Regions from separate parts of the Rattus norvegicus genome. Here region 1 is linked to region 2. A link is a contact called in public Hi-C data. All regions are on one chromosome and are shown on one strand. Each heading gives the region's core, a stretch centred on a gene start, on an enhancer-like site or on the middle of the called end of the contact. The rest is flanking DNA. Distances are from core to core; before and after follow the strand shown.

Region 1 (3,523 bases), core at 721-3,220, 400 kb before region 2:
GAACTGCTGCATGGGTACTTCGTTTTGCCTGCAAGGAAGGCAAAAGCAAGGGCCAAGGGAGGTTTGACAGAGCTGGGTGCTAAGAAAAGGAGAAGTGACAAGAGGGATGAGTGGCAACAACCAAAATTTATGAGACATCCGATTGTGAAAGGACAATATAAACCCCATTTGTCCCCATTTATCCTCATTTAATGTCCCCCATTTGTCTCCATTTTGATGACCAGGTCCGATTTCAAAAAAAAAAAAAGACTGTAAGACACCAGTTTCAGGAATAGACCTTAAGTCCCAGAAACTAGGTCATAAGGCACCAGCTCTAGGAACAGACCATATAGTCCAGAACAAGATCATAGAACCCTCTCCTAAGAGCAGCCTGGAAATAACCACAAGAATGGGGAAATATCATATCTTAGAATGGGACATCTGCACTGGACAGCCCTATTTCATCACATGATTGAATGCTCATGAGACCACTGATCACCTATGACCCCCTAGCACCCACCAATGAAATTTTAGATTACCTAATCCTTCTAGAGAGTTCTCCCGGTTCCTTTTAAGAAGGCCTGTGTGCCTTTATCTGGGGTCACCACTTCAAAGAATGGATGGCCCCCCAATGCTGGTTGTTTCTTCAGAATAAACGCTTTGTTTCTGTATACTGAGTCTGGGGTCTTCCTTCAGCAATTTTTGGACCCTTACAACTGGAATGGCCAGGAATTGCTTAATAGAGGATGAAATCTAATCTATTTTTAGCGATCATGTTTTCATGGAGACATAGCTTTGCCAAGAACATTTTGTCTCTTTCATTCAGAGGTATATTCTAAGTATCTAGAAGAGGACTGAGGACATGCTAAGCAATTCAAAGGCTGGGCGTGGTAGTAGTTCCAGCACTAAGGAGGAAGAGGCAGGTGGATCTCTGAGTTTGAAGCCAGTCTGTCTACACAGTGAGTTTCAGGATAGCTGGACCTTACAGTGAGACCCAAAACAAAAGGAGCTCAGAAAAGAGACCTAAAACAAAATCTCAGAAAAAGAAAAAGAAAAACAAAACAACAAAAACAAAAGAAAACAAAATGTCTAGTGAATTCATATCATATCTTAGAATGGGACATCTGCACTGGACAGCCCTATTTCATCACATGATTGAATGCTCATGAGACCACTGATCACCTATGACCCCCTAGCATCTGGCTGATCACCTGTATACATATGGAAAATATGTAGGTATAAAAACTAAATAATGCAATGTAATACGACATAAAGTGATATTACTATGTGATAATTTTGGGTTCTAGATTAGCAACCAGATTTGTTTTCCTTATATGCCTTAGTTTTAGTGGCAAGTTTTATTGGTGCTCAATATTTTTTCTCAATATTAATAAAATCACACTGCCAAACTGGAAACATGTTTTTAAGTTAAAAACTAAAAGGTTGGCTTCAAGTGTGTTCTGACCCATGCTCTCTGGCTTCTGGTAAATTCCTTTTCTTGTCTAAACAGCATTATTCTGAGACTGACACAGAATGGGTGGGTGTAAGTGCATGTAGGGCACTGCCTGGCACACAGTAGGCATTAAATAAATGATAGTTCTACAGGAAACATCACTAAAAGCTAAGATGATCGTCACGTTGGGGAGAATAATCGAGCTAATGTTCTACAACCAGGGATAGAAAAGGGTAAAGTCAGGCTCTACCTCTCTTCTTAGGACACAACATTTGGGGCCGGAAAGCCTCATAACTCAAGCAAACTTAAATTTCCAGCCACACCTGTCTTCGGCGTCGTTTCCGCCTCCGAAGAACCCGCGGAGGCGAGGTCTCTGTCAGGCGGAGTGCACGCCTGCGAGCCTCACGGGAATCTCGGAGTCGCTCCACGGTGGCGCTTGCCACAACCTTCCCCACCCACTCCTTAGTAACCGCGACGGTGTGGCTAGCAACGGAGGCGGCAACTGGCGACGGCAGATTCTAACTACAAGTCCCGTCAAGCCCCGCGGCCACTTTCAGCCCTCGTAAGCACACTGAACTACGGGTCCCGATGGGCTCTGCGTTGCGCATCACATGAATAGCTTCAGCCAATCGGCTTCGGACAAGTCGTATGGGAGGGAGACTGGGAGGGAGACAAGATGGCGGCGGCGGCGTCGCAAGGCGGGAGAAGCGGCGGCGGCGGAGGCAGTAGTGGGCCTGGCGGCGGCCCCAGCTGCGGGACAAGCAGTAGCCGCAGTGGTTTGTTGGATAAGGTGAGGAGCTCAGTCCTGGGAATAGTCTAGAGCCCGGGGGATGCCCAGGGGGTGGTGAGCACACCTTTCCATCCCCGCCCCCCTTATGTTCTGCGGCTTCTTGATCGCTTCTCTATAGCACACCAACGCACGCTTGTAGCCTGCCTTCTCTACACATTGAAAAACAATCTTAAGCCTTAGTCATTTTTTTTTCGCAAGTGTTGCTGGTCCCTAACCGCCACCGCAGCTTCTCGTAATTATGGCAATATTTCACCATAATGATCACGTTTCCATTGTGCTAGGAGGGCCATTCTTGAAAATGCCCATTTCACCAACGTGGAAAACTGAACTCCTAAAGAAATTGAAAGAATATCGAAATCGATATTCTCCAAACTCTTCCACTATCATCCTCGCCTGTTGCTACAGAGTCCAAAGAGTTCCTTGGCATTTTACTAAAGTTTTTGGGCGGGTTTTTTTTTTTTTTTTTCATGATACGTTAAATAATGAAATCTTCCTATGTTGACTTTTCTTGCTGGACTGATAGGAAGCCTTATGATTCTTTTTCCCTCTTGGGTTCCCTGCCTTTCTCTCTTCTTCCCATGTGTTCTTCGCTGTCTGCACCAGCTGGTCACCCTACCTATACAATTATTAAAAAAATTTCATATCCTTATTCATAAGGGCTTAAAGGAAAGAGGCGGGGAGGAAGGATGCTCCTGGATTGATCTTCTTGCCCCTTGCACAGCAACTTGGAAGAAACTGTTGCCTGAAAAACAGGCCTAGTATTAGTTCCGCCTCTAAAATGTCCCTGTTCTCATCTCCGTTACTCATCTGCAGAATGAAGGGTTTAGCCCTATATACCATCTGGCCCCTTTCCAGTGTTGTCATTCTCTGCTGATGTGGTGAGGGTGAAGCATGGTGCTTTAATATAGTAAGTCATTTCTCTTGAAACATTCCAATTGAAATGCTTTCTTACTCTGTGCCAAACAGATGGCTAGAGCTTAAGAAATGAATACCTGATCATGTTGAGGGGGTTCAAACCCAGGATTTGCATAGCTTCCTCCATGGTAGGCAGTACTCCTCCACTGACCTGTATCCCCAGTTCTCCTTGTCTTTTTGAGAGTCCTTAGATTCAAATTTGAGACAGGGTCTTGCTGTGTAGCTAAGCTGCCCTGGGGCTTCCTTTGTGCAGGATCCAGGGACCAAATGTGGGTTGAAAGCCTTGACAGTAAGTCTCTTTATCCCTTGAGCCATCTCTCTGGTCCTTGAGGAAAGATACACAGAATGTGATAATGCTTGAGATTTCTTTTTTTTTTTTTTCCCCG
Region 2 (3,716 bases), core at 1,018-3,517:
TTACTTTTATTTCATGCACGCTGGTGTTTTTCTTGCATGTATGGGTGTGTAAGGGTGTCAGATCACCTGAAAATGGAGTTACAGTTGTAAGCTGACATGTAAGACTGGGAATTGAACCTGGGTCCTCTGGTGGACAAGCCAGTGTTCCTAACCACTAAGCCATCTCTCCAGTCCTGGCTCTTCAGTGAGAGGTATCATTGAATTTTCTGAGCTGGAAGGACAGATGTTTGAGGAACATAGAGAAATGGCAAACAGGAAGAAGAAGATCTCCACAAGGGTGTTCACAGGCACCCACCACTGACACCAGCAACTCCAGACGTCTTCAATTCCACTCAACCTCAATTTTGTTGTCACAATTAGGACCCTGACTCTCTTGTCTCTTTGGTTCTTCTATTTTTCCTCCTCCTCTCTGGTCTCTTTGCTCAGCTCTCACAGAACATTTATTTTTCAACAATTTTTTTTTGGTTCTTTTTTTTGGAGCTGGGGACCGAACCCAGGGCCTTGCGCTTCCTAGGCAAGCGCTCTACCACTGAGCTAAATCCCCAACCCCATTTTTCAACAATTTTATTTTACTTTTTTTCTCTCTGTTGGCAGCACTGTGATGTGAGGAGCTCATGGTCATGCCTAGAGCACTACCATCAGGGCAGCTGGTACAGGTCTTCAGACACAAGGAGATAGTTATAAGAAGACAGCCATAGCTGTGGTGCACTACAAATGGAGAAACATCTTTGTCAGGTGACAGAACAACTTGACTCCATCCAATAATTAGAAGCCCTCTTGTAACAAGGTCAAAATAAGTTCATTCCTGTTTTTTGTAAAACTTGGGTTTGACCCTGTCGTCAACCCATTTTCTGGAATTTGACATGTTCCATACTCTATACCCTGATTCCACCCTGATAAGATGTTCTGCTAAGTTCCTGCGTAGCCAACATTCCTCTAGGAAATGACACCTAGTCTTGCAAATTTTGAGCTATATAAATTTCACTTCTATGTTTGATGCTATTCTTTAAAACCCCACTTTAGGGAGACAGCCCTGTCTGATAGAAAATAAAGCTTGCTTGTCTCAAAGAATTTAATTAATGGTTTTTACTTTTGTTCGGTGGGATTAATACAGGGTGAATCAGAGTCCTCTGGAGATGACTGAGCCACAAACACTGTAGTACAAGTTACACCGGCAGGTTCTGCTTCTGGGCAATGAACGATTTGCTAATGTGGACATCAGGGTTCGTGTGAAGGGGAGGTCCTGTAGCTTAGATTTATACTATTCAACAGTCTGTCCCTGAAGCCCTGGTGGTTTATTACTTTGACAGGTCCCTGCTGGTATCCCACCCTGTTTCGAGTCCAAAACGTTCATAGGTCCGTGTGGATGTGCTCACTACCAGAAACCCTACAAAAAGCCCATCTCATGGATCAGGGTTTACCTTTGTAATAAAGATCGTAGGATTTTAATATTTTAAAAAGGATGTGTGTGTAAGCTGGAGAGATGGCTCGGTGGTTAAGAGCACCGACTGCTCTTCCAGAGGTTCTGAGTTCAATTCCCAGCAACCACATGGTGGCTCACAACCACCTGTAATGAGATCTGATGCCCTCTTCTGGTGTGTGTGAAGACAGTAGTGTACTTATATATAATAAATCTAAAAAAAAATTGAAAAAAAAAGACGTGTGTGTATGTATGCGCGCGCGCGCGTGTGTGTTATGCTTATATATACGAATATACGTCCATGGTTTTTGACAGTCTGTAACTTACTGTGCCATCCCCTAAATACATTTCAATGAAAGTTTTCATTAGTATAGATGTGAAGGAGGCTAAAATCTGTTATATTTGTTAGTGTGTGCTTATGCTTGTGGTTTGCATCTCTAGTCTCAAGGTTTTTCTGTTCTAAGTTTTTTTATTTATTTACATATTTATTTTTGAGTTGGAAGCTCTTACAGCCCAAGCTGGCCTCGAATTCGCTACATATAGTCAATGATGACTTTAAACTTGTTGTGATCCTCTACCTCTTTAGTGCTGGAATCACAGGTGTGCTCCACCATTCTACGTAGGTACATTGATCATTTTCAGACCAGAATTAAATATGCACTTCCCGTTCGGCCCACACTACAGGTTGCTAGGTTACACTTTTTTCCTTCCTTTACGACTCTGTAGACGCAAAACTTCACTTCCCAGGAACACTTGCAAGTGTGTCCGTCGCGTAGCGTCGCGTCATTGCTCCCGCCCTATATACCTACTTCCGCCCGCGAGCCACTTCCTTTCCTTTCAGCGGCGCGCGGCAGCAAGATGGCGGTGCAGATTTCCAAGAAGAGGAAGGTAAGCGTCTGGGTTCTGTCCGGGAATCCGCCGCGTGTTCTAAAGGTGCCCGGGAGGCCCATGGCTCCGTGGTCGGTCCTGAGGAGCGGCTGGGCCCTCCTGCGGTCTCTGCGAGCCGCGGATGGCCGTAGATTGTGTGCTGGGCCGGAGCCGGGCGAGTGCAGTGTGTCTGGGGAAGGGAGGCACAAACTCGAGTTCTGGACCGACACGAATACCGGGCGTCTCCAGTTCCGGACTAGACAGCTTTGAGCGTTTCTTGGTCTGCATAACTAGTGATCCTGTGGCACAATTAGAGGGCCTGCGCCATCAGATCTAATCCAGTTTCTTTGGTAAGTGAAGTTTAGCAGTCCCTTGTTCTCTTATCCTTGTCATCCTGCAAGTGGCCATAGTTGAAATCCTATTGACTTGGCTTGTTCACTCGGGACTTGAAGCAGCAGCGTCCCCTGGTTTTTTCGTTTTTTAAAATCATTCCATGGGGGAAAAATGCACAAATTGTCAGGTTTAGAAGTAGATGGCCTGTCGTGTTTGTGCTTATGCACACTAATGGTAAAGCTGTTGTCCACAGTGTTGTTTGGAGTTAGGATTCCCAGGTACAACTTACACAGCCCCAGCTGTGCAGAAAGAACTGTAAATGTGCTACTTGGGGACAGAGTTTGTCTTTTGTGTGTAGATTATGTGGTAAAGCCCTTCGATGAAGAGGTGATGACGAGTCTGACTAGGAGGTATTTGTCTTTGCCCAGGATGCCTCACTGCGCTGCGTTCTGTGGCACAGTTGTGAGCACTGTGGTCAAAGAAACTTCCTAAAGATGACCAAGAGGCATTTGTCTGAGAAGGGTTGCTGCACTCCTGCAGGGCCATTGGGCTTGCTCTGGCTAATGAGAACTCTTAGCCCTGTTTAACTTCAGAGTTAACTTGTTTCTTTGGTTTAGTTTGTAGCTGATGGCATCTTCAAAGCTGAACTGAATGAGTTTCTCACTCGGGAGCTGGCTGAAGATGGCTACTCTGGAGTTGAAGTCCGAGTTACGCCGACCAGAACAGAAATCATTATTTTAGCCACCAGGTAAAAATACCATTGACTGGTTATCCCCTCTAAATACTGTGTGTATTAAGATGCTATGTAGACCAGGGCCAACTTAAGTAGTAAACCTTGTCTTGGTGAGTGTAGCTACTTTTTAAAAATTGCATTTGAAAAGATTTCCATTTAATGTGTGTACTGATCTTGTAGTAGATGGCAGGTGGGATTTTGAGTAAATTATAACTTCCTGTCTACAGAACACAGAATGTTCTTGGGGAGAAGGGTCGTCGGATCAGAGAGCTGACTGCAGTTGTCCAGAAGCGGTTTGGCTTCCCTGAAGGCAGCGTAGAGGTGAGTTCCCCTGCTTTATTTACCGGGACTTTAGACTGAAGA

Evidence for each region. Hi-C and Micro-C count contacts between places; a contact is called where the count stands out from the background.
Region 1: a contact with region 2 is called in a Hi-C map of liver, with 3 times the contacts expected there. The contact joins the promoter of Xrra1 here to the promoter of Rps3 in region 2. A contact is called at or near these places in 2 of 12 Hi-C or Micro-C datasets (liver and prefrontal cortex).

Annotation. Positions count from the first base shown.
Region 1 is chr1:163,593,850-163,597,372 of GRCr8, reverse strand. Xrra1 (X-ray radiation resistance associated 1) reads right to left here and starts at 1,970. Exons shown (of 18, transcript XM_006229821.5): 1 at 1,756-1,970. It overlaps Spcs2 (signal peptidase complex subunit 2), which reads left to right and starts at 2,104. Exons shown (of 5, transcript NM_001191601.1): 1 at 2,104-2,222. The coding sequence starts at 2,109.
Region 2 is chr1:163,194,327-163,198,042 of GRCr8, reverse strand. Rps3 (ribosomal protein S3) reads left to right here and starts at 2,267. Exons shown (of 7, transcript NM_001009239.1): 1 at 2,267-2,308; 2 at 3,238-3,368; 3 at 3,581-3,674. The coding sequence starts at 2,279. Snord15a (small nucleolar RNA, C/D box 15A) reads left to right here and starts at 2,995; the gene lies at 2,995-3,142.